Linked DNA regions of Triticum aestivum: region 2 is linked to region 1. Evidence: chromatin contacts called from public Hi-C data. All regions are on one chromosome and are shown on one strand. The core of a region is the stretch at or near the end of the contact, and the rest is flanking DNA. Distances in the headings are between cores, read along the strand shown. Region 1 holds the start of LOC123182022 (isopentenyl-diphosphate Delta-isomerase I). Region 2 holds the start of LOC123182023 (probable mediator of RNA polymerase II transcription subunit 26b).

Evidence for each region. A called contact is a pair of places that touch in the nucleus more often than the background predicts.
Region 2: a Hi-C map of an unstated tissue shows a contact between it and region 1, with 7 times the contacts expected there. The contact joins the promoter of LOC123182023 here to the promoter of LOC123182022 in region 1. A contact is called at or near these places in 4 of 5 Hi-C or Micro-C datasets (leaf and an unstated tissue) and 1 of 1 datasets of contacts at active chromatin or transcription factors (leaf).

The regions. Positions count from the first base shown.
Region 1 is chr1D:353,541,129-353,545,776 of IWGSC CS RefSeq v2.1, forward strand. It overlaps LOC123182022 (isopentenyl-diphosphate Delta-isomerase I), which reads left to right and starts at 1,343. Exons shown (of 6, transcript XM_044594455.1): 1 at 1,343-1,497; 2 at 1,865-1,920; 3 at 3,111-3,202; 4 at 4,479-4,581. The coding sequence starts at 1,343.
Region 2 is chr1D:353,729,978-353,735,106 of IWGSC CS RefSeq v2.1, forward strand. LOC123182023 (probable mediator of RNA polymerase II transcription subunit 26b) reads right to left here and starts at 1,868. Exons shown (of 9, transcript XM_044594456.1): 1 at 739-1,868; 2 at 559-627; 3 at 391-473; 4 at 75-130. The coding sequence starts at 1,335.

The DNA.
Region 1 (4,648 bases), core at 93-2,592:
AGGTGTGAAGTATTGGTTAAATCTGTGTGTGAAGCCATTCCAACATATTCAATGATCTATTTTAAGTTGTCGAAGAATACATGCAAGAAAATTACTAGCATTATTGCAAGGTATTCAGGAGGAAGAAGATATGATGACGGCGCGCCACCGATGAATGCAGGTGGGAGAAGACTTTGGCAACCCTAAAGATTTTTCTGTATGAATGTGTTTGTAAGGACATGTGATGCTTAATATATGGCATTAGGTCATCTCCAACATAGACCCTCAAATAGCCGCAAACATCGAGGTTGTGCTGCCCGAACGCATTTTGCCATCCAATGTTGTCCCGTATTTGTCAGAGCACGCGTCCGCTTATCCGTTTTCCTGCAAACCAGAAGCAAAACTATCGAGGCTTTACAGGAGTCCGGACATTCATATGACGAATCAAAAGCCACCACGTATCCTCTCTTCGTCTGGATTGGCGGAAGGCTGCTAGGGCAGAAACACTAAGTTGTTTCACTTTTTTCTTCTTAAAGTGCTCATTTGATGTTGGCGGAAGGCTATTCGGTGTACTAAGTTTTCTCTTGAAGTGCTCATTGCTGTTGGTGGAAAGCTATCTGCTGTCCTAATAAGTTGTTTCACTTGTGGTGCTCATTTGGTGTTTTTCGAAAAGGGGATTAAACCGTGGTGATCATTTGGAGTTGGCGAAAGACTTTTTTTTTCTTTTCTTCAAGTGTTCATTTGGTGTTTGGCAGAAGCCTCGAAGAAGAACACCAATGCTCATTTCTATCTCCGGTTTTTAGTACGGGCATGTCTGGCGGAAAGCCCTAATTAGAATGGGAAATGCTATTAGTACATTGAAAGACACTAATGGCCGTGCTAGCTATAGGGTCGGATGGCTGGCTCCTGTAGTATTGTGTCTGTGGACGCTTCCATTGTCCGTTTTAGAGGATATCATTGAAGATGCCCGGAGACCCTTTCAAAAAAGAAGTCGCCATCCAAGAATATCACCATGTCACACACGTGGTTATGCTTCTTCAACGCCCACTAAACATGTGTCTGGCACTGTAAAAGTTTGGAAACGCAGGGCATCATTCTTCTCTTGGACCTGTTTTTCGTGGCGATACTTATGTTGGACTCACTCGGGACATCAAACAGAAGTACTCTCTTCTGTTCCTGTGACCAAAGTGACCCACCGCACCCGCCACCCGCTAACAGTTAACCCCCAAATCCAGCCGTCGCGGGCATCTCCCTCCACCTTTCCACCATGGCGGCCTCGGCGGCGCGCTCCCTCGCGCTCTTCTCCTCCGCCTCGCTCGGCCTCGGGCGCGCCTCGTCCCGCCTCGCGCTCTCCTCCTCCCGTTCCCACTCGGGGCTTCTCCCCAGGCCGGCGCTCGCCTTCCGCGGGCGCGCCTCGTTCGCCGCCACGGCCGTCGTGATGGGGAAGGCCGGCGCCGTCGGCGCCGAGGCGGACGCGGGGATGGACGCCGTCCAGCGCCGGCTCATGTTCGACGACGAGTGAGTGTCCCGGCCCCCCTATCTCGTCTCGTCAACTTGTCCTGGCTCTGCTGTGAATTGCGCCCGTCTCCTCGTGGAATTTGTCGTTAACTCTGAGGTGTCCGTCTGGTGCTTTGCTGTGAAGAATATTGTTAATTTTCTAGGTTTCGATGAATTTTCCAACCGGGCTATTCCCCTTTCTGTCACCAGGTTCAGGGGATTAGCATCAGCATCTTTTCTTTTCTTTGGCTGTCTAGCTTTGATGCCGTTAGCGTATTGACATATTTAGGACTTTAGGTTGCGCAGCTATAAAACTTAAACTGAGATAGGTTGTCGCTTCCGCTTTATCTTCTGTCAGTATAACTGAAGTGTTGAATTTCCCATGCAGGTGCATATTAGTCGATGAACAGGACAATGTCATCGGCCACGAGTCTAAGTATAACTGTACGTGTTAATCATTTCCTTCATTTCTTTGTGATTGTGTTCTGTAATACTTCATTTTATCATCCATGATGTCTGCAATATCATCTTTATATTCGGTTAGATAGCCATTGTGTGTTTGACAATATCCATTGAGCTTCTAGAAATTTCTTGGTATTGCCATCGACAATGAATATTTGGGTAGTTGGATGGGTACTCAAGTTTGGCTTAACTTTTTCTATGACCTCTGGCCCATGGAAGGGGTTTGTGCCAAGGTACTAGGGAATTGCATTGGATCATACTATTCCAATTTCCATGCAGTCTCCAACATTTTTTTAATCCTGACCAATAGGGTAATGAAGATGGCTTCAAGTACTATTTTTACTAGTAGGTTGTATGTGCTTTGCACGTGAATTGTGTGAGAGGGAGAAATTCTCTAAAAAAAGTATATAGACTTTAAAAATAGTTGGTCACAAGTCTTTCACCTTGAATGAAAATTCACAAGGTAATCATAAATGACAACGTTTTTGTTCAAGAGATATAAAAATTGGAGCAAGAAAATGTATGGAAGAGTAGAATAGAATAGAAGATTGTGGAGATGGTACATGTGATAAATACATTCTCCATTAGAACTTAGAAGGGGTGTACTAAGTATAATCATGGAAAAATTCGGATTCAAGGAGGCTCGTACGGCCAACAACACTTGGATTTGCCACCTCTCGGCCATCGGATCGAGTTCATCCAACAGTCTGTATTCAAAGTTACTCCCTTCGTTCACAAATATAAGATGTTCTGACTTTTTTATGAATCGGATGTATATAGACACGTCTTAGTGTGTCTGTTCACTCATTTCAGTCCGTATGTAATCCATATTGAAATATCCAAAACATCTTATATTTGTAAACGGAGGGAGCATTTGTGTACTATATGGTGGTATAGATAAAGAACATTTTTCTCATTAAGAAGAGAAGCAAACAACTTTTCGAGCCAATACAAACTTCAGGTGGAATTTTGAGGCACATTGACAGCAAAATGAGATGAGCAGGAGCTAATTAAATGCATAATTATGATTTTTTCTATTATCAATTCATCACATAGAATTTGCATGCTTTGCTGTTTGGTAGCTTGTTGCATTTGAACTGAGGATCTAGGATTGAAGTATCTGTTTTAGCAGCAGTCAGTTTTGTTTATTAATTGCGGTCTTATAATTTTAGGCCATCTCATGGAAAAGATAGAATCAGGGCATGCCCTTCACAGAGCATTCAGTGTTTTTCTTTTCAACTCCAAATATGAGTTGTTACTTCAGGTATATACAACTTCCATTTTACCATGTATCTTGACTATGATCCACTTCTGTTATAGTTTCCAATCAATTACTCCCTCCGTCCCATAATGTAAGATGTTTTTTGACACTACATTATGGGACGGAGGGAGTAGGTGATATAATTATTTTGTTATGAAGCTTAAGAATGAAAAGTCGCATTTTGTTTTCAAGATTAGTTCGGGTGATTAAGTCTAGTGTATGTAAGGATGTGTGCATAGCATAGTCAAGTTAAAAAAAAATCAATTTCAGAGGTATCTAGGAGCTTTGGCATAGATTAGCTTGTGGTGAAGCTAAGAGGAGTTGGGTTAGCTGGGCTAGTAATCATGCAAACAGTTATATGCCCATGTATGAAAGTGTGATCTATAGCTTGGTCCATCTACAGTTCAACTTGAAACTAGAATCAAACTTAGTCTGGTTTTACATCTTCTCTGTCAGGCCTATTTTTTTTTATGAGATGTCTTGGCCTAGTTGCTGCCCCAAGGTTCAAAAATGTCGGATATTGGTTTCACATCTGTGACTCCTGCATATATGATGTCAGATATCGGATGGTGTATCAGATGATATATAGTTGTATCAGTGGAAAATATCTCTATTTGTTTGCTATTCTTGTTCATATCATGTCTTTTTTTGTGAAATTAGATGTAGAATAACAATGCTTGATTTTTGACTAGTTGATTATGAAATACGTTGTAATAAATATAGACTCGTGGGATATTATGTAACGTAAGAAAGTACATTGTAGATGCTATATCCCAAATTTAAGCATATTCTTTCAATCTTCAATAATTTGATGAACTTGTAAATGCATCATATTATTCCTAACACTTTTTTAATAGAGAATCATTGCCATATACAGATACGTCCATATCAGTGGAAACGTTAGGTGAAATGTCTGCCATTTTGGTTGATATATAGGCTGATATGTGTGAAAAATGATATTTTCATAAACGGCTGCATCGATTTTGGTAGGCTGCAAACACCGATATATCTTGTTCTAAGTAAGATCATTTCGGAGGTTGGTAAGGCCCCTCTTTGGAGGGTGCAATCTCCAGTTCTTCCTTCACTCCTGTTAAAATGAACTGTTGAACTCACTACATAAAAATAGGGCAGCACACTTGACCTGAATCATATGTTAACATCTTTTTTATACTGCCTTAACCTGCAACGTTGTTTCTTCTTTTCATCACTATCTTATCATATAAATATCTCTTACATTTTTCTATTACAGACAATTTTGTAATATTGTAACTCTTTACAGCAACGGTCTACGACAAAAGTGACATTTCCACTTGTCTGGACAAACACTTGCTGTAGCCACCCTTTACACCGTGAATCTGAGCTCATTGAGGAGAACTGCCAAGGTACATCAATCTGCCCAGAGGCGTGAAGACTGGTTCCATAGCATTAGTTGCACAATCCACATTGTTG
Region 2 (5,129 bases), core at 618-3,117, 190 kb after region 1:
ATTCATTCACTCAGAATTAACTCTGAAACTGATGGATGAAATAATGTAACATTGAACAAACTCAGATCCTTTACCTGCAAGGGCAACGTTGGTAGTACTGACCCACTCATCAACCAAAATTTTCCAATCCCTGGAAACACAAAAAGCAACTGAAGATGTCAACAATAGTTTACAAGATTGCTTTGGACTCATGCTAACAAGGTGATTTTCTCATTTTTCTTTGGGATGCTGAACAAAGGTAAATTGTGAGTATGTAGCAGTGCAGATGGACTGGTACTGGTCAAAATCTTTTCGGAACATGAGAGAAGTAATTTGCCTCACTGAACTCTTCAAATTCAAGCATGAACTAGTTCTATAAAGCCAAACTAGATAAAGGTTCATGAAGCTTACTGTATGAGAGCCAGCGCGAGGTGACGAATCTGCTGCGAGCTGTGCTTCCGAAGGCCATTAACAGCCCTCCCAATCTCAGTAGCCTACGATGAACAGCCCCAAAGATAAGCAAACCAAATAACAACAAAACCAGATATCTCGTATGCGGTATGCAAAATATATAGGTACCTTAAGCGTGGAGACGGACAATTGCATCAGCTGCAGCCTCCTAAGTGAGTCGAACAGAGTAGCATCCGACTGCAAGACACCGTTTGTGTTTTAGTTCAGATCAATGCTAAGTGCTCACTGGAGTTGACAAATAACAGGTTTAGCAATGAATGGAAGAACTGCACAGATAGGAGTGCATACATGGTCTTGCTTGTGCAGCAGGAGCTCCTTGATGCGGAGGACCTCCCCAACGATCTGTGACTCCTCATCGATCTCGTTGGTTAGGGCCTCCAGCTCCTCAGCCTCCGGGTCGTCATCCTCAGCGTGGTGGTCCTCCTCCGCCGGCGCGGCCGCGTCCTGCTCCTCCTCCACGTCGTTGTCGTCGTCATAGTTGTGGCCGTAGTTGCTGGCGGCGGCGCGGCGGAGGCGCTCGTCGTCCTCGGAGTCGGAGTCGTCATCCTCGCTGATGCCGCCGCCGAGCGCCCCGCCCCCGGGCGCGCCGAGGCTGCTGCTGTCGACCTTGCAGTCCTTCTCGGGGACGCGGCGCACGCTGCCCTTGTCCTCCGCGACGGCGGGCGTGGCGGGGGGGACGGAGCCGGTGCTGGCGGTGCAGCCGTGGCAGGAGGGGCGAGCGAGGAGCGCGTTGAAGAGGCGCTCGGCTATGCGGTCGCGGCGGCGCAGGAACTCCTGCGGCTCGTCGGCGGCGGCGACGAGGATGGCCTTCTCGATGGCCTCGCAGATGCCGACGCCGGCGCCCCGGAAGAAGCCGCGCCACCGGTCGAGCCCGTCGTCGGCCATCGCCCCCGAGATCGCGGCCCCGACAGACGAGAACAAACAGCTAGCACTACTAGAAGAACCGATGCTCCGCCGATTACCCCTTGTGAAATTATTACTACGCCGCGGCCGAGAATCTAATCCCAGCCCCCGATCGCGAATCCGATGCCCCCCGGAATCCGCCGATCGTGAAAGCGAAATTCGCCCAAAAATCAAATCGACGAACAGAAAACGAATCGAGAAAACCGAGTCGAGTTGGGTTAGGTTTCCCTTCGTTGGTTGCTTGGCCCCCAAGTGCCGGTTTCCTTGAGGATTTCTGCGGCGGCAGGAAGAACCTTACCAAATCCTATCTGGCCCTTGCGGAAAGGGGGAGGTAGGGTAGGGTAGGGCTGGGGGTGGGAGGAAGAAGACGGTGCGGCTCGGCTGGGCTGGGGGGAGAAGGCGAGGCTAGGCGAGGGCGATGCGACCACCAGGAAGGGTCGGGACGGGATGTGGACGGGGCGCGGCGGGTGGATAGGGACGCGGATGGCAGGGTACGCTACGCGACCCGAGCCCACGAGGACTAGGAGCACCGGCACGCACGCACGCACAGCGCAGCTAATTGAACAAGAGCTACCCGCGATGCGACGACCCCTCCCTCCCGCCCCGTGGGCCCAAAAGGCCAAAATATGCGCGGTAAAACAAACCGGGTCGCGTCACCGCTTCGCTTCTTTTCCTTGTGCAGGAGGGGGGCGGGGCGACGCGGCGGCCTCGTGGTGGCTTCTTTGGTTTGACCCCGCCGAGTCGAGTCGAGTCGACATGCACTCTCTTTCTCCCGCCTCCCCTCCCCTCCCCTGGTTTTGTTTAGCAGTAGTATATAGTTTGGTACTGGCATTAACTACTTCGATCGCTGCCCATGATTTACTCCATTATTATCGGCAGTGCCAATTGATTGCCTAATTTCGTTCTCATCTCACCAAATATCCCTCCAAATCAATCAAACATAACTGTTCACTACTCCATTACTGAAATGATTTTGGTTTGGGGCGTAGTAGTTCTTTTTGAATCAAAATAAACCTATAATATACTAGTATGTTCCGGATAGCAACGTTCTGGAGCCCACCACGGGTCCATGACAGCGTAGTTACCTTCTGTAGACTCTAGTGTAGTTTTCTGTTTTTGCTACAGCAGGGGTGGCTCGTTGCGGTTAACGCCCTTGGCTCGGCTCCAGCGGTTGCTTCCAAAATGGCCCAGGCAACCGTATCCCTGGGTTGTTCCACGGAAGGATTCTCCACGCGCAAGTGGCATGTGTTTCTTGCTTCCTTTTGGAAGGAATATGTGGCTCTTGCCATCTCTAGCTGACCTCGGTGCACCACAGACTTTGCACTACTTCAGTTGTGACCTTGTGGCTGCCTCTCCTATGAGGCCAGCTGTCGTGGTTTTGTCACGACAGATGTCCTAGAAAAAGGACTTAATCATGCAGCCATCGTGACGGTTAGCTTAAAGGGGTTAAAGCGGACAAAGGATGTGGAGAGTTTATACTGGTTCGGCCCTTTGCGGTGAAGGTACAGGCCTAATCCAGTTGTTGTGGAATTGCTAAGGTTTTGATGACCAGAGAGCGAATCCGCTATGCCTGGCTCTCGAGTTGTTGTTTTTGTCCCTAAACCACCGCCGGTGTTGAAGATATAGACCTTAGAGTCACCCGCCAGGAGGGGCCGGGTTACTCATAATGGTCATCGCCAGAAGCCCGGCGCCAAGCTTGAAGACGGTGGGCCAAAGATGGGCTTAAGACCCGGATATGGCTTAAGGCCCGTAGTTACAATCATCATTATGGTAGAACTTGTAGTGTAAGGCAAGAATAGTTGAGAGTCCGAACCGGACACTCTTATGAGCCGGCCGGGACTCTAAGAGTTGCTGGGTGTCAGCCTCCTTATATAAAGGGACGACCCGGCAGCGGTTTAGGGGCAAGAAAGATCTCATCGAGAGCCGGGCATAGCAGTTAAGCTCCCTGGTCATCGAAACCCTAATCAATACCACCTCAACTGGACGTAGGCTTTTACCTTCACCGTAAGGGGCCGAACCAGTATAAACCCACGTGTTCCTTGTCCCGTTAACCCCTTCAAGCTTCCTAGCGGCGATGGCTCCACGACTAAGTCCTAGCTTGAGGACATCTGCCGTGACAATTCCACGACAGTTGGCGCCCAGCGTGGGGCCTGCGCACGGTGGATTTGAGTTCTTGAAGGGCAGCTTCGAAGGGCTCAAGGGATACGCTGTGGGCCGGATGACCAAGAGTCGTCGCGGCAAGCTCTACATCGACGATGCAAACTGGGGCCCCGACGCCGGCTCAATTGAGTACGGGTACCGGGTCCCCTTCGGCGGAATTCATGTTTTCATTGGCAAGATTGGTGAGCCGGGCCCTGAGCCGGATCTCTGCGCCGATCTCATCGAGACGGCTCAGCGTGCACGACCCGCCCGGGCCCTGCCTGCCTTAAAGCATGCTTTTGTGGGATGTATCCATGGAGGGCTCTCTGATAGATCTGGATCTGGTGACGAGACGGCCGCCGGCTCTGACGGCGAGTCGTCCACCGATGAGTCAAACTCGTTGTATCAACTTCAAGATGTAGGCTCATGGGTTGTTCCGATGGTGACAGTATTCCGGACCCGTTTGAGCCGCCAAGCCGGGTTGGAATCTTCATGGCCGGTGCGCAGCCTGTTCAGAACCTTGCTGCTGGAACGGGAAACCCGATGCCCTCGCCGGCTCAGGTGCTGATGGATCTCACAGACAAGATGACAGCCCTGTTGACCGCCGCGGTTGACCCGGCGGATCAAGCTCAGCATGATGCGGAGGTGGCGCAGTTAAAGTTAGATCTAGTGAAAGCCAAAGAGGATCTGGCAGCGGAAGGGATCAGGATAGCTGCGCAGAGGGCGGCTCTCGACGCCCAAACCCAGTTGATTCAGGCGCAGTCCTTCCGACTCACGATGGATCAAAATGCGTCCAATGAGGTCATGAGAAGGAGGCATCAAAAAGCCCAATCTCGACTCCCTCCGGTTTACGATCCTCGAAACCTCTTCAACACGCCAGGTGCAGGGTCTAGTAACCCGCCAGGGATCATAGTGCCCGGGTCTGGGACCCCTGTTCAGCCACAAGTGATGGGGCCTCCCCGGGTGAACCCTGCCCCGCCTCAGTATGTGCCAATACCACCGGGTCATTATGCTAACCCGCTGGAGAACATGGTTGCCGCAGCAGCACGGCTGGCGGCCCTCCCAATTGACGGCGACTCTCCGACGGCTATTGAAACCCGCCGGGTCAGGGAACTCCTTCAGACAGCACTGGCGCAGCAAGAGGCGTACTCTTACAGCCGGGACAGGATCCACTCGACCCCTCGTCCAGGCCGGAGCCCGAGTTATAGCAGACACATGGTCTCAGCGACCGGCTCAAGTAACGTCCGACGCCACGACCCGCCCCCTGGCCACGGCCCGGCTCATAACGGAGCCTTTCACGCAGCAGACCAAGACAGAGCGCGGCAAGAGGCGGAGCAGGTGCCTCAGTTGACGGCTTACCAGACTCCCCCGGCTTGTCCGACGACTTCCGTCGACGTGGGTATCCCTACCAGGACTGGAGGTGTCCCTTGTTTAGTGCCAGCTCTCCGTAATGAGCGTCTACCAAAGGACTTCAAAGGCCCTAGGAAGGTGCCTAATTACACGGCTGATTTACAACCCGCAGCCTGGATCGAAAGTTACGAGATGGCCATGGAACTGCTGGAGGTCAGTGAAGCGGCAATGGCCAAATACTTCACCATGATGTTGGATGGGACGGCCCGCACTTGGTTGAAAGGGCT